Regions from separate parts of the Mus musculus genome. Here all the other regions are linked to region 1. The links are chromatin contacts, called in public ChIA-PET and Hi-C maps. All regions are on one chromosome and are shown on one strand. Each heading gives the region's core, a stretch centred on a gene start, on an enhancer-like site or on the middle of the called end of the contact. The rest is flanking DNA. Distances are from core to core; before and after follow the strand shown. Region 1 overlaps Sv2c (synaptic vesicle glycoprotein 2c). Region 2 has its middle 27 kb from the start of Gm41027. Region 3 overlaps Polk (polymerase (DNA directed), kappa).

What was found. A called contact is a pair of places that touch in the nucleus more often than the background predicts. ChIA-PET counts read pairs in DNA pulled down with a chosen protein or histone mark.
Region 2: a contact with region 1 is called in a Hi-C map of CD8 T cells, with 4 times the contacts expected there. The contact joins two enhancer-like sites. A contact is called at or near these places in 1 of 484 Hi-C or Micro-C datasets (CD8 T cells) and 1 of 115 datasets of contacts at active chromatin or transcription factors (embryonic stem cells).
Region 3: an RNA polymerase II ChIA-PET map of memory CD8 T cells shows a contact between it and region 1, with 29 read pairs. The contact joins two enhancer-like sites. A contact is called at or near these places in 3 of 115 datasets of contacts at active chromatin or transcription factors (bone marrow-derived macrophages, memory CD8 T cells and pancreatic cancer cells).

Annotation. Positions count from the first base shown.
Region 1 is chr13:95,959,519-95,963,446 of GRCm38.p6, reverse strand. Sv2c (synaptic vesicle glycoprotein 2c) reads left to right here. Exons shown (of 13, transcript NM_029210.1): 13 at 1,984-3,928. The coding sequence ends at 2,167. Among named protein-coding and RNA genes, the nearest start is that of Gm24032, 64 kb to the right of the region's middle. Within about 2 kb of position 1,961, at least 126 of the 459 cell types and tissues checked have an H3K27ac peak or open chromatin away from gene starts, as enhancers often do. A contact at or near this core is called in CD8 T cells and memory CD8 T cells, where this site is marked.
Region 2 is chr13:96,954,425-96,958,352 of GRCm38.p6, reverse strand. No RefSeq gene overlaps it. Among named protein-coding and RNA genes, the nearest start is that of Gm41027, 27 kb to the left of the region's middle. Within about 2 kb of position 1,707, at least 34 of the 459 cell types and tissues checked have an H3K27ac peak or open chromatin away from gene starts, as enhancers often do. A contact at or near this core is called in CD8 T cells, where this site is marked.
Region 3 is chr13:96,508,901-96,512,828 of GRCm38.p6, reverse strand. The region is part of intron 3 of Polk (polymerase (DNA directed), kappa); the gene reads left to right. Among named protein-coding and RNA genes, the nearest start is that of Polk, 32 kb to the left of the region's middle. Within about 2 kb of position 2,013, at least 177 of the 459 cell types and tissues checked have an H3K27ac peak or open chromatin away from gene starts, as enhancers often do. A contact at or near this core is called in memory CD8 T cells, where this site is marked.

The DNA.
Region 1 (3,928 bases), core at 712-3,211:
CTTCCTTCCTTCCTTCCTTCCTTCCTCTCTTTCTTTCCACACAGGGTCTATCACTGAACCAGGAGCTCACCGGTTCAGCTAGACTGGCTGGTTCCCAGTATCTGCCTTCCTTTCTCTGCTCCCGCTCCCCCAGCCCCCTCTCCAACACTGGAGTTACAGGCATTCGAAGGAAGCCATGCTTTTGTTACATGCACTCTGAGGGTTTGAATCCAGGTCCTCCTGTCTTCACAGTCAGAACTGACAGGAACTGAGCCATCTCTCAGCCCATGGCGACACTACATTAGCTCACCATGAACTAACTTGCTCGTTCATTCCTAATGCTGAACACCACTAATCTGAAAGGCCACATGCTTGTGAGTTTCAGACTGTAAAGCACTTTGGACGGCAAGTTTCTGGATGAAAGTATTCAACTAGGAATGGCTGTGCACACACTCCAAATTCTAACCTGAAACAGCTAAGGTCCCACAGGTTCCAGATCAGGCGTGCTCAGGCTGCATTTGTTCTCCACCCACTAGCAAAAACATACTTGGTACCTAAGAGGAGGACACACCTCTTGAAAATTCAGTTGACTTTAATTGTTTAAAAATCAAGCACGGACTGGAGCGATGGCTCAGTGGTTAAGAGCACTGACTGTCCTTCCAGACAACCTGAGTTCAATGAATTCACAGCCATCTGTAAGGGGATCTGATGTCCTCTTCTGGTGTGTCTGAAGACAGCAATAGTGTATTCATATAAATAAAGAAATAAGTAAGTAAGTAAGTAAGTAAATAAATAAATAAATAAATGTTTTTAAAATTGAGCACATTATACTGACCTGGCAGCAAATACCCTATAATCATAGTTCTCAAGAAGCTGAGACAGGAGGATTGTAAGTTAAGTGCTAACTGATTCCTGCAAGGTCTCTGATCTCCACATACACACTAGATGAATAAATGAGTATAAAAATAAAATCTAGGAATATTCATTTAGATAACTAATAAGAGGAAAATGAAAATAAAATAATCCTAAAGAAACCCATTGCCAAATCACTATCAATAGGGTAAAGCATTGGAAGGGACCTGGGTGGGTCCGGGTGTGCTGTTAAGAGATCACCCTGTGCAACAAACCTAAAGCAAGAGGTTTGGGGGTGGGGTAGCAAAAACAGTCTCAGAGTGGGGACATGAGACAGACAGACTGAGAGACAGTTAAAACGAGAGGGACAAAATGAGAGAGAGAAAGAGAGAGAGAGGGAGAGAGAGAGAGAACACACACACACCGTGATGTTGACAGATGCCCTTTAAAGGGTCTGTGTTGCATAGCAACTCTTAGCGGTGGTGGGAACTCTTAGCTATGGTCGAAATGCACAGCACTGGATGCTGACGTAAGTAAACTACAGGTGCTGAGTCGCTGAGAAGCAGGCTGATAGTGTCTGACAGACGGCAGTTGTATTTTATACTGGAACAAAATTTGAATTTCCTTATTTCCTCTATTTAAGAGGTGTCACCAAGATTCTGGACACTTATAAAACAAATAACAAGTCACTTTTGTAAAGACTTGAGAGCCTGCTAGATCGCCCAGTCCCACTCCCTGGACAGAGGAGGTGGCCCAGCTTCTCCCAAGCTAAGCAGAGGCTAGCTGACTCCTACGGAAAGAGGCTTTAAGCCTGCTTTTATCCTGAGAGGACTTACACGGAGTGAAATTAACTTTTACTTAGTAGAACCATCCTTCCAACACATTGGACCAAGAAAGAGCTTTTTTTTCTTCTTCTGTACCAAAATAAGAGTCAGTAGAGTCGTACGTACGTCATCAGGAGACCGGCCGCAGCAGTGACAGCTGGCTTCTCTGCCTCCGCGTTTGCTAACAAGCATTTTAATTATCTGCTTCACTAACATACGGCACAAACCACGTAAAGACCATCAGGGTGACTGCGCAGAACGTGTAAGTTTAAAGCTGGACTCCCGAGCATCATTTTCTAAACCTTGACTGTGTTTCTGTCCCTTGCAGAGCAACGGGCTTCGGCTTCTTGAACGCCCTCTGTAAAGCGGCGGCCGTCCTGGGAAACTTAATCTTCGGCTCCTTGGTCAGCATCACCAAAGCCATCCCCATCCTGCTGGCTTCCACTGTGCTCGTGTGTGGAGGACTCGTGGGGCTGCGCCTGCCCGACACACGAACCCAGGTTCTGATGTGACGTGACAAAAGCCATTCCCTTCCTCCCACCGTGGGTCGGTCGTATTGCCTGACTCAAAGCTTCAGAGTTTTAATGTATAGAAAGGTGGCCAAGTATCAGAACACAAACTTTTGCTGTGATGTAACGTGTAGCTGCGTATTGTCTTACCCCGCCAGTGTGATTTGCAGGGTTTCCCGCCCCCCCTCCCCCCGTGCACTGTTAGCTTTTCCTAACTGTGATGTTCCTGCTTCTCAGTGCCCAGTGGAAGTGTTCCTAAAATGTCTCAGTTGACCAGGCTTCCCCAAGGACTACATTCACCAAGAATCTAAAAAGTCTGTGCTGGTGTAAGAAATAGACCCTGCTGGCGACGCTCTACTAACAGGAAGTTTAAATTGGCATAATTTTGTGCTGAGGAAAGGGATTTCTTTTTCTTCTTTTTTCTTTCTCTCTTTCTTTCTCTCTCTTTCTTTCTTTCTTTCTTTCTTTCTTTCTTTCTTTCTTTCTTTCTTTCTTTCTTTCTTTCTTTCTTTCTTTCTTTCTTTCTTTCTTTCTTTCTTTCTTTCTTTTTCTCATACCGAGTGATACTTCCTGTTTTCTTAGAAAAAAGACAGCCTGCCAGCCACTCTAGCTGTTACAGCAGGGGGTTTCAAGACAATTGTGTGACACCAAGCACTTCTGGGCGGGGCTCTTTTGGGCAGGATGATTAGGGTGGTTTTGTTAACAAGAAAAGTTTAAAGTCTATCCCCACTTGGCAACGAAACCCTACCTGAGCAGCACAAGGCAGATTTTTAGATAGAAATTGGAATTCACAACCAAAGCCATTTGGGAAACACAGACGGGAGCCTCTCTTGTACGGTCCCTTGCGGGTCAACACCACCCACCCTCCTTTGATCAACTGTCCACTGTTACATTTTTAGCCCAAATCTCCACATCAGGTCATGTCCCTCCAGTGTCCCCAGGCTGTGGGCTCCTAGCCTTGTCTCTGGACAGTTTTTGAGCCTGCCTGCTCTCCCCAGCAACCCTCCGGCAGGCAGGACAGCATTTCCTGGTGGGTGAATATCTGTTTTACCTCTGGAATCTTCCTGAGCATGGAAGGAGGGAGGGGTCAGCAGGACGTTCCCACGGGCCAGCTGTCAGCTAAAGGACCTTCGAGTCTCTTGCCCGGTGCCCCTCCCCCAGGCCCATCCTTTTACGCGTCTTTGAAATCTGAAGCCTCCTTGTAGATTTGCAGCCTGTGATAGCAACCATCGTAAGGCCTGTGTTTAAACAGCATTCTTTGTTTAACTGCCTCTGTCTTGTTGGAGGGGGAATCCTCTTTGCTTATTTTACGCTTTTCTTGCATGACCACAGCCCCGGGCCTTCCAGAAAAAAGGAAACTTCTGTTCCCAAGAATCTGTTCAGAGATGGCCCTGCTCCCTGGAGTCCCCTCTGCCTTGCCTCCCTTCCCCTCACATGTTCCCTGATCCCTCCTGGAGCTGAAATTCTGTGAAAAGCTCTTTGATTAACATAAACCATTAATCCACTGCCCCCATTAAGTAATGCAGGCGTGGTGGAGGGGGCAGCCTTGAGTTAAGATGGGAAGCTGCAGAGAGAAAGTGGTTCCCTGCAGATAACCTGAGTACTCAGAGCCTGGACATCCAGGCTATGAGAGCCAGAGCTGCAGAGCTGACCAGGGAATCTTCGAAGCATCATTGATTGATTTGAAAGACACCAATGAGGCAGGGCCAGAACAGAACTCGCTTCTGTTTCTCATCCCTGGGAAACAAATCTGTGTTTCAAAAA
Region 2 (3,928 bases), core at 458-2,957, 1.0 Mb before region 1:
TGGATGCCATTGGAGCTGAGATTTAAATGCAGCATGTGTGTGTGTGTGTGTGTGTACAGAAACATGTGGGGGTGGATTGCATTTCTGGCAGATGGAACAGTGACCACAAATGCCCCCAAGCACAAGTTTCTCTCAATTGTACCCTCAGGAGCTAACACATGAAGGTCACTGAAAGAGATGTGGAGAAACTAGTGCCACTCCACTGAAGAATACATATTATGTAAGATCCTGAGAGTAGAGGGATACTGTGTCACTCTGGGCCACACAGGAGGAGCAGAAACACCAGTCCAGAGATTTATATTGGGATTTTTTTTTTCTTTGTAAGAAAGGCAAGGCAAGATCCCAGTGTGGCACCACACACTTATCATCCTAACCCTCAGGAGATGGAGGCACAAGACTCTGAGTTTTACAATTGCTGGACTATATAGTGAGTTCAAGGTCACTGGACTACTTAGCAAAATTCTGTCTCTCCCCCAACCCCCACAGAAAAACTGTTAAGGCCGACAGGGGAAATGACCTTGGGAAATGACCTTGGGGTTGGTTGCCTAGTGCCTGGCCGTAGGTAGCTTAGTGTAGGGAGAATATTAGGTTAGACAGGATGGTTTATGATATGTGTGCTAGCTAGCTTTTCATTACTATAATAAAATGTCATGATACATATATATTAATATAGCCTATAGTATGTGTTATATAATTACTATAACATAAAATAAAATAAAATAAAATAACCAACTCATAAAGAGAGGAGGGCTTCCGTTTAAGAGGTTCCCAATCCATTATCCAATAGACTTGCTGTTTCTGGGCCTGTGGTGAGGCGAGAAATCACGGTGGGGAGCTTGTGTTAGGTCAAAGCTGCTCATCTAGTGGACAGAGAGTGAGCACAGAGAGACCAGGGAGGGATTAGCATCCCAGTGCCCCCTAGGAGAGCAGGTTTCCAATGAGCAAGGACATTGATTCCCCACTACGTCTGGAGACTGCTTTTTTCTTCTGTTTTCTTTTGTATAGGGGACTGAACACAGGGCATACTAAGCGTGCTACATAGCACTAGGGAATCTGGTTTCTAGGGAAATTGGAAACTGTTTTGGCCATTATGTTGGCCCTGTGATGGTAGATGGCTAATGGACAAATATAGACTCTATGGGTATGCAGAACATCTAGAGTAGTGCAGATTATATTACAATTCCCACTGAGTAAGACTGGATATACGAGGGAGAGGTAGGCTTGTCTGGTCACTGCTGACCAAGTCACGGGTTCAAGGACTAGCTTGGTGCTCACATTGTGACCCCCATCTCTTGTGTAGCCTCCCCCAGCCTTGAGCAGGCTGGCTCAGACCTGTTTTGCCACTGTGAATGAGACCACCTAGGGTGGAGTCTTCTGACCTAGTGAGGTCTAATGTTCTGCCACCTGTGCTCTTCTCCAAGACGCTGCTACCTCTGAGAGGCTGAACCTGTCTTCCTGAGATATTCCTGAGATAGCTGGCAACATGTCCATTGGTGACCCAGTGCTAACAACTTGGCAACAAAGCATCAAGAAGCCTGGCATGGCGGGGATGGGCTTTCCCCCTTTATAAGCTCAGACTCTTAGTAAACATTGGGCCTTGATCAGAATCTGTCTTGGTCTCATTTTTTTCTCTTGCCATTTCCTCCCATACAGCTCCGGGCTCCTACGCAGGAAACCAGTTTGTGTGGCTGCGGGCGGCTACACCCTTGATGTGGTTTTAGTCAAGGTTCCCACCTGCTTTCTGCCTTCTGCTCATGACAAATTATACACCTTACTATGTTTTCTCAATTGAATCTGTTGCTCAACATGTTATACTTTCTACTGGGTTTTGTTACTGTTCCAAAAGACGTAACATAAGTTCTAAGAAAAGGCATTCTGGAAAAAGACCCTTGTTGGCCAAAATGTCAAAGAGAGCCTATTCATTTCCCTTTGTTACTAAACTTTAATTTACTAGAAAGAGGTCTCACGAGACCCATGAGTCACGCAGACGAGCAAGTTAAGGGTTATTCTGTGACTCTACAAATGCTTTTACAATTCGTATTTATTTTGTGTGCACATGTATGTATGTGTGTGTAGGGTCAGAGCACAGCTTTCAGGAGTTGGTTCTATCTTCCCAACACGTGGGCACTGGGGATCCATTTCTAGGCATCAGACCCATCAGCAGTTGCTTTTATCCATGAGACAGCTGGCTCCTGGCACATCACTTTAAATCATTGCCTTCCTCCTGACCCCAGCCTTACATTTGTCTTATAATGTAAGACATAATTAAACCTTAAAGGTGTCCATAGTGTTTTACAACTTCACAGTTTAAAAGACCAAAATCTATGCCTCATCTTAGGTCAAGGCAATCTCTTAACTGTAAGCTCCTGTAAAGTAAAAAACAAGTCGCATGCACACAATGGCACAGAATAATCATTCCTATTCAGCAACAGAATAATTAGGGCATAGCAAGGATGATCAGACCAAATGTCCCATCTACTTTTCTATTGCTCTGATGAAACACCATGACCAAGGCAACTTATAAAAGACAGTGTCATGGTGTCATGACAATGTTTTGTGAGGCAATGCCACAACCTAGACCATAAAGACATATCTGGATTTATAGAACAGTTTTCATTACTATGCATAAAAATAAAATGTAAATGTTTTTATTTGTAACATTCATAAAAACCCATTACTGTACTTCAGAGAGTTATACTACCTAGCACACAGGAGTTACGTACATGGGCCGGCTTGTTACCAAAAATGTCTGTGTATTAGTGTTTTGATGTAAAAGTTTGTACTTGTGTAGGGAGTCATTGGGTGAAACCAGGAAAGGACCCAAATATCACAGCAAGTGGGCATGGGTCATGTGAAATGGTCCAAGGTCCAAGTGCCAACTCCAGGAGAGGAGGAGGGTCGTGGGAGCCTGGGAAGCTGGAGAGAATTCAAGGAGCCCAGGCAGATGAGATGTTATCCATGCTGCGTCGAAGCCATCACACAGAGTGAGAGGCAGGCAGATGCAGGAAAGTACCCAAACACAAGCCAGAAAGAAGACTTGAGCTGCATGGATCCAGACACACACAGGCCTACAGAAAGAAGTACATACACAGACAGGCTGGAAAAGCTGAAGGCCAAGGGCCCTAGGTCTCAGAAAATTATTCATTACTTAGGTACAGTGTACATGAATATATGTATGACATCCACTGTCAGCCATTTGGTACTGACACATAGTCTCCTGGATGTTCAGAGTTAGTCATGTTGGTCCATGCTGATACCCATCTCAGCACCATATTGTCTAAACATAAACTGGCCTTTACTGCCCTCTGTTCCCTAGGAGGTGACACCTCTTGCTTGGTTCTCTTGACATTTCTTCCCCTATTTTGAATTTAGGGTTCTATACATTACATTGCTTTCTTTTTCACTGTTTCTATGGCAAGATGATATCACATACTCACGTGAGCTCAGGGCTAAGGGCTGGCTAGTATGGACAGGAGCAGTTGGCTACTGTTCATTCAAAAATAAAACCTTCCTTTGAAGAGGTCAATCCAATGGAATCTAAGATGAAGGAAGCTACAGTAACCAGCAGAAGGGCAGTGTGTAGCATCCGCATCGGCCACCAGGACCGCTGCTACCGTTCTCATTTACGTAAATGTCACGTGGCACGTGTGGATGTGGAAATCAGATCATGTTCTGAGTTTTTATCTTGACCCAGAGAAGATTCTCTGTCTGGAATTCAGACAGAGAGTTTGGTGCCTTATCCCAGGACACCCTTGTTCAAGGTGGCTCTTGCTACCGACCCCAATGGCCGTGGGACTCTGTTTCAAAAACCTTCTTGGTTTCTGCTAGATGATCGGCACTTCACTACATTTTTCAATAAAAGGTTCCAATTACACTGGCTGTGAATGTTTGCTTCACAGGAGAGGCAGCTTCCTGGGTTAAGACATTC
Region 3 (3,928 bases), core at 764-3,263, 550 kb before region 1:
AGTCGCATTTCATATGGTTAGATGTCATGTATGAATCTCTGGTGAGGTGTCTGTTAAGGCTTTAGGCTTAGATTTAAGTAAGATTGTTGACTTTTCTTTTGTTTTTTATTGAGTTTGAAGAATCCTTTGTGTATTTTGAGTATCAGTCACATACTGACTTTTATTTTAAAAATATTTTCTTCTAGTTTAACTTATCTTTTGACTCCCTTGATAGTAATTTTCACTGAGCAGACATACAAAATGTGTTTCAGTTAAAGTGTGAAGGATTTTTTTTTTCTAAGTTTAAAAAATTGCATTCTGTAGAAAATAATGCTGTCTTTAAGTTGACCTTATTCTGTAAACATTTGCTTTTGGGACTTGCTAGGTTTAATGGTCTGTAATCTACATATATCTTTAATAGACACTTTACAGACACAGAGGAACATAGCTGGTGTGTTGCTCTGACTTTTGGGGGTTCATACAAATTTTGCAGTTTACCGTCCAGATAACCTGGAGAACTAGAAAGTGCTTTCCATTGAGCAGCAGAATTTCAGCTTTTGTTCCAGTTGTGCCCAGTGTTTGCTGGGAGCCTCGCTGGCATCTCTCAGAGCAGGAGTGGTAGGAAATGTGTCTTATGTTGATTATTTAATTGTTTCATTTGTTGAGCTTCCTCTAAAAGAAGCTGTGTGCGTGGGAGGAGGCTGAGGAAGTCCCAAGGAGACAAGAAGGTCTCAGAGAACGAAGATGTTTTCATAGGAAATGTTTCTATTTTGGACTCACATTTTCCACATGCTAGATTTGATTATGTGTGATATGATAGTGTAAATTCCTGCTGGTCAGACCGAGGTAAGAAGTCTGCATGCATGAGCCAGGCAGCTCGTTTGGACCCTCTTTGAATATCCTCCCCTGGACTCCACCCTCACCACACTCCTGGAAGGCAGGCATCTGGTTATCATATAAACTATCTTCTAATGAGCTCGTAAACTGGATAAACGAGCATCCACATTCTGTTAAGTGAGGCCACACAGCCAATCCGTGCATTTCGACCATTTTAACAACTGCCTTTGCTAACTTGGACCAACTCAGTAGACTTTATGGAGATACTAAGTCAAAATAAAAAGCAGAATTTCCAAATATTGTCCTAAATGTAGTAGAAATTGAAGGTTTTGAAAAGAAATTAGTATAGAGTGTGGATACACAATGTTAAAGACTGTTCAAAGTCTATTAGCCACAATTGGTATTTGCAGCTCTCACCCCAGCACTCAGGAGGCAGATGGGTCTCTGTGAGCTCTAGGCCAGCCTGTTCTACATAGTGGGTTCTGGGACAGCCAGGACTACATATAGTTTCCAAAACAAACAACTTCAACAACAAAGACAAAAAACCAAAGCCTGTGTTAGAAAAGATAAGACAAAGAAAACAAACTTTGGTGTAACCTGTTTCCCAAGTCCAGCTCTCCCACGTCAGCTCTATGACTCAGAACAAATCTCTTAATCTTAGTAAACTTTCATTTTCTCATTTATAAGACTAATAATTGTAATCTCTGAATTATTCTGACTAGTAAGTGAGTTTTTGTGGGAAGAACTTAACACCTGACATACTCCATAACTGTCCCTTCTACCTTAGAATGAGAGGTAGTCAGCGAGCCCTTGCCATACCCCTCTCCAAGAACACGTTGTGCAAGCATCTCTTCATTCCTTCAACAACCTTTTGCCATTAGTTTATTAGAATTAAAGATTGTAAGAGAGGGCTAACATAGCCACTGTCCTGTGCCTAATGAGAAGCGTTACTGAGAACCAGAGGAAGGTCCTTATTTTTAGCCCCGGTGACACACGAGTTCTCAGAAGTAACAGGAGGAAGAAGAAGGTAAATGTTACAGCCACCAAGTAGACTGTGAAAGGCCTCAGGGGAAAGTGATAAACGAACCATGATCGAGAAGTAAAGGGGGAGAAATGTTGGGAAGCTAAGGCAGGCGCTGTGCATTGCGGAGAGCAGAGAGCGTTCAGACAGGATGGGTGGGTGACTAAGAAGAGAGTAAAGGAAGATGGAAGAGATGAGTCACACTGTGAGGCTTCCTCTGGGCAGCTGCACGCTTGCATCGAGTACAAGAGAGAAGTTCACAGAAGAAACCGTCCCAGCGTTAATCATGAGTGTGAGGAGGTTTCCCTCGCGGTTGGCTTTCTATTTATCTTCTGCTTCTCTATATTATTCCAAGCCAAAATATTTCAGGTGCCACTCCTTTATTCTTACTTCATTCATATTTTAGGCATATTGTAATTATTACAGCTTATCTACTATAATAAGGGCCACAGTGGAAACAAGAAATCAAGCAAGAGAGCATTGGTTCTCTGGCATGGAAGACAAAGCTGCAGCCGAGTTTCATAGTATATTTGAGTTGACCCATGAAGCCTGTGACAGAGCTCAGGGTATTCTAGATAGGAGCAACCCAAGAAGGCAGAGTCCCTCAGGTCAGCGAGAGGGGTAGGCTCAGCAAGGTTAGGCCTGTGTACACTGTCAGGGTCTGCTACAGGCAGATGGGATTCGGGTCTTGTTCCTAAGAGAAGAGCTGCAGTTTTAATCTCCAGCTAGTGGGTGGGTGGCTGGTGTGTCTGTCCTAAGACCATGAAACAAGTATTCTGTAAGTGAGGGCAAGGCTGAAGACAGCACGTTCATGGGGGATGGGCAGGCACAGCGAGCTCTCCCCCTGATGGCTTTGCCTTCCTTTAGGCGCTCACTGGGTTCTCCAGAGCTGTTTCCCCCTCTCCTTGGTTACTGTGTTCTGCCTCCGTTGCTCCTCTCAGTAGTAGATTCCATGTGCTGTGTATGCGGTGCTTGCTTTATGGCTGTCTTCTGTTATGATTTATGTTAATGATCTAGGCAGCTTCCTATAGGTTGACAAAATTAAACCTGTCCCATAGCCCTTTGCAGGGTAACCTGGGCAAGCACATATAGAGCATTAGTAGAGGCTGCCCATAAAAACGGTATGGGGATGCTTGCTATGTAAACTTTTCTTTACTCGCCTATTTTGTTTCTCTCCGTGTTCTCTTCTCTTTTTTCTTTCAACCCAGTAATTTTTCTCTGAACAGGCAAAAAAGTTTAAAGATTACAACTCTGCATTGTTATATTTGACATGTATATTAAAGTTTTATGAAAAATAAGCTACATCTTCAGTTTTTAATTGATATTGGTATAGAATAACTATTTCAGATATTAGCTCTTCTCCTGGCTAGTTTTATGTCAACCTAACAGAAGCTAGACTCAGGGAAGAGAGACTCGGAACTGAGAGAATGCCTCCATAAGATCAGGCTGTGGTGATTGACATGGGAGAGCCCAGCCCACTGTGGGTGGTGCCACTCCTAGGCTGGTGCCCTGGGTTCTAGAGACCAAGCATGCTGAGCAGACCAATGAGCAGCACCCTCTATGGCCTGTGTCAGCCCCTGCCTCCAGGCTCCTGCCCTGTTTGAGTCCTTGCCTTGACTGCTTTCAGTGATGCTGGGACTGCGAGTGAAATAAACCCTGTCTCCCCAAGTTCCTTTCCTTCCTGTTGTTTCATCACAGCAACAGAAACCTAGCCAAGGCAGCCCTGCAGACGTAGTTTCACAGAAGGAATATTCACTCTGTACTTCATTCAGCATGCTCTCTTGTACAGAGTGCAGCATCATGTCATGCGCCAGAGGTAGAATCTCTTGTTGTGCAGTTCCTTTGTTCTGTTTTAAGACATTAACAATTTGAGTCAAATGGGAATTGTTTAATTTGCCTAAATAGAAGCATTCAGTTATAGTAAGTTTATTCAAAGCAGTTCAGCAGTAGCGTCATTGATGCAGGTAGCTGGGATAGCTCATTTATTCATGAAATACTTGGTAAGTTCCTGCTCTGTTCCTGGAAGAACAGGAAGAGGAATCACTAGGAGCTTACATTTACAAATAGGCTGTCAGTCTGCGTAGAGGGCTC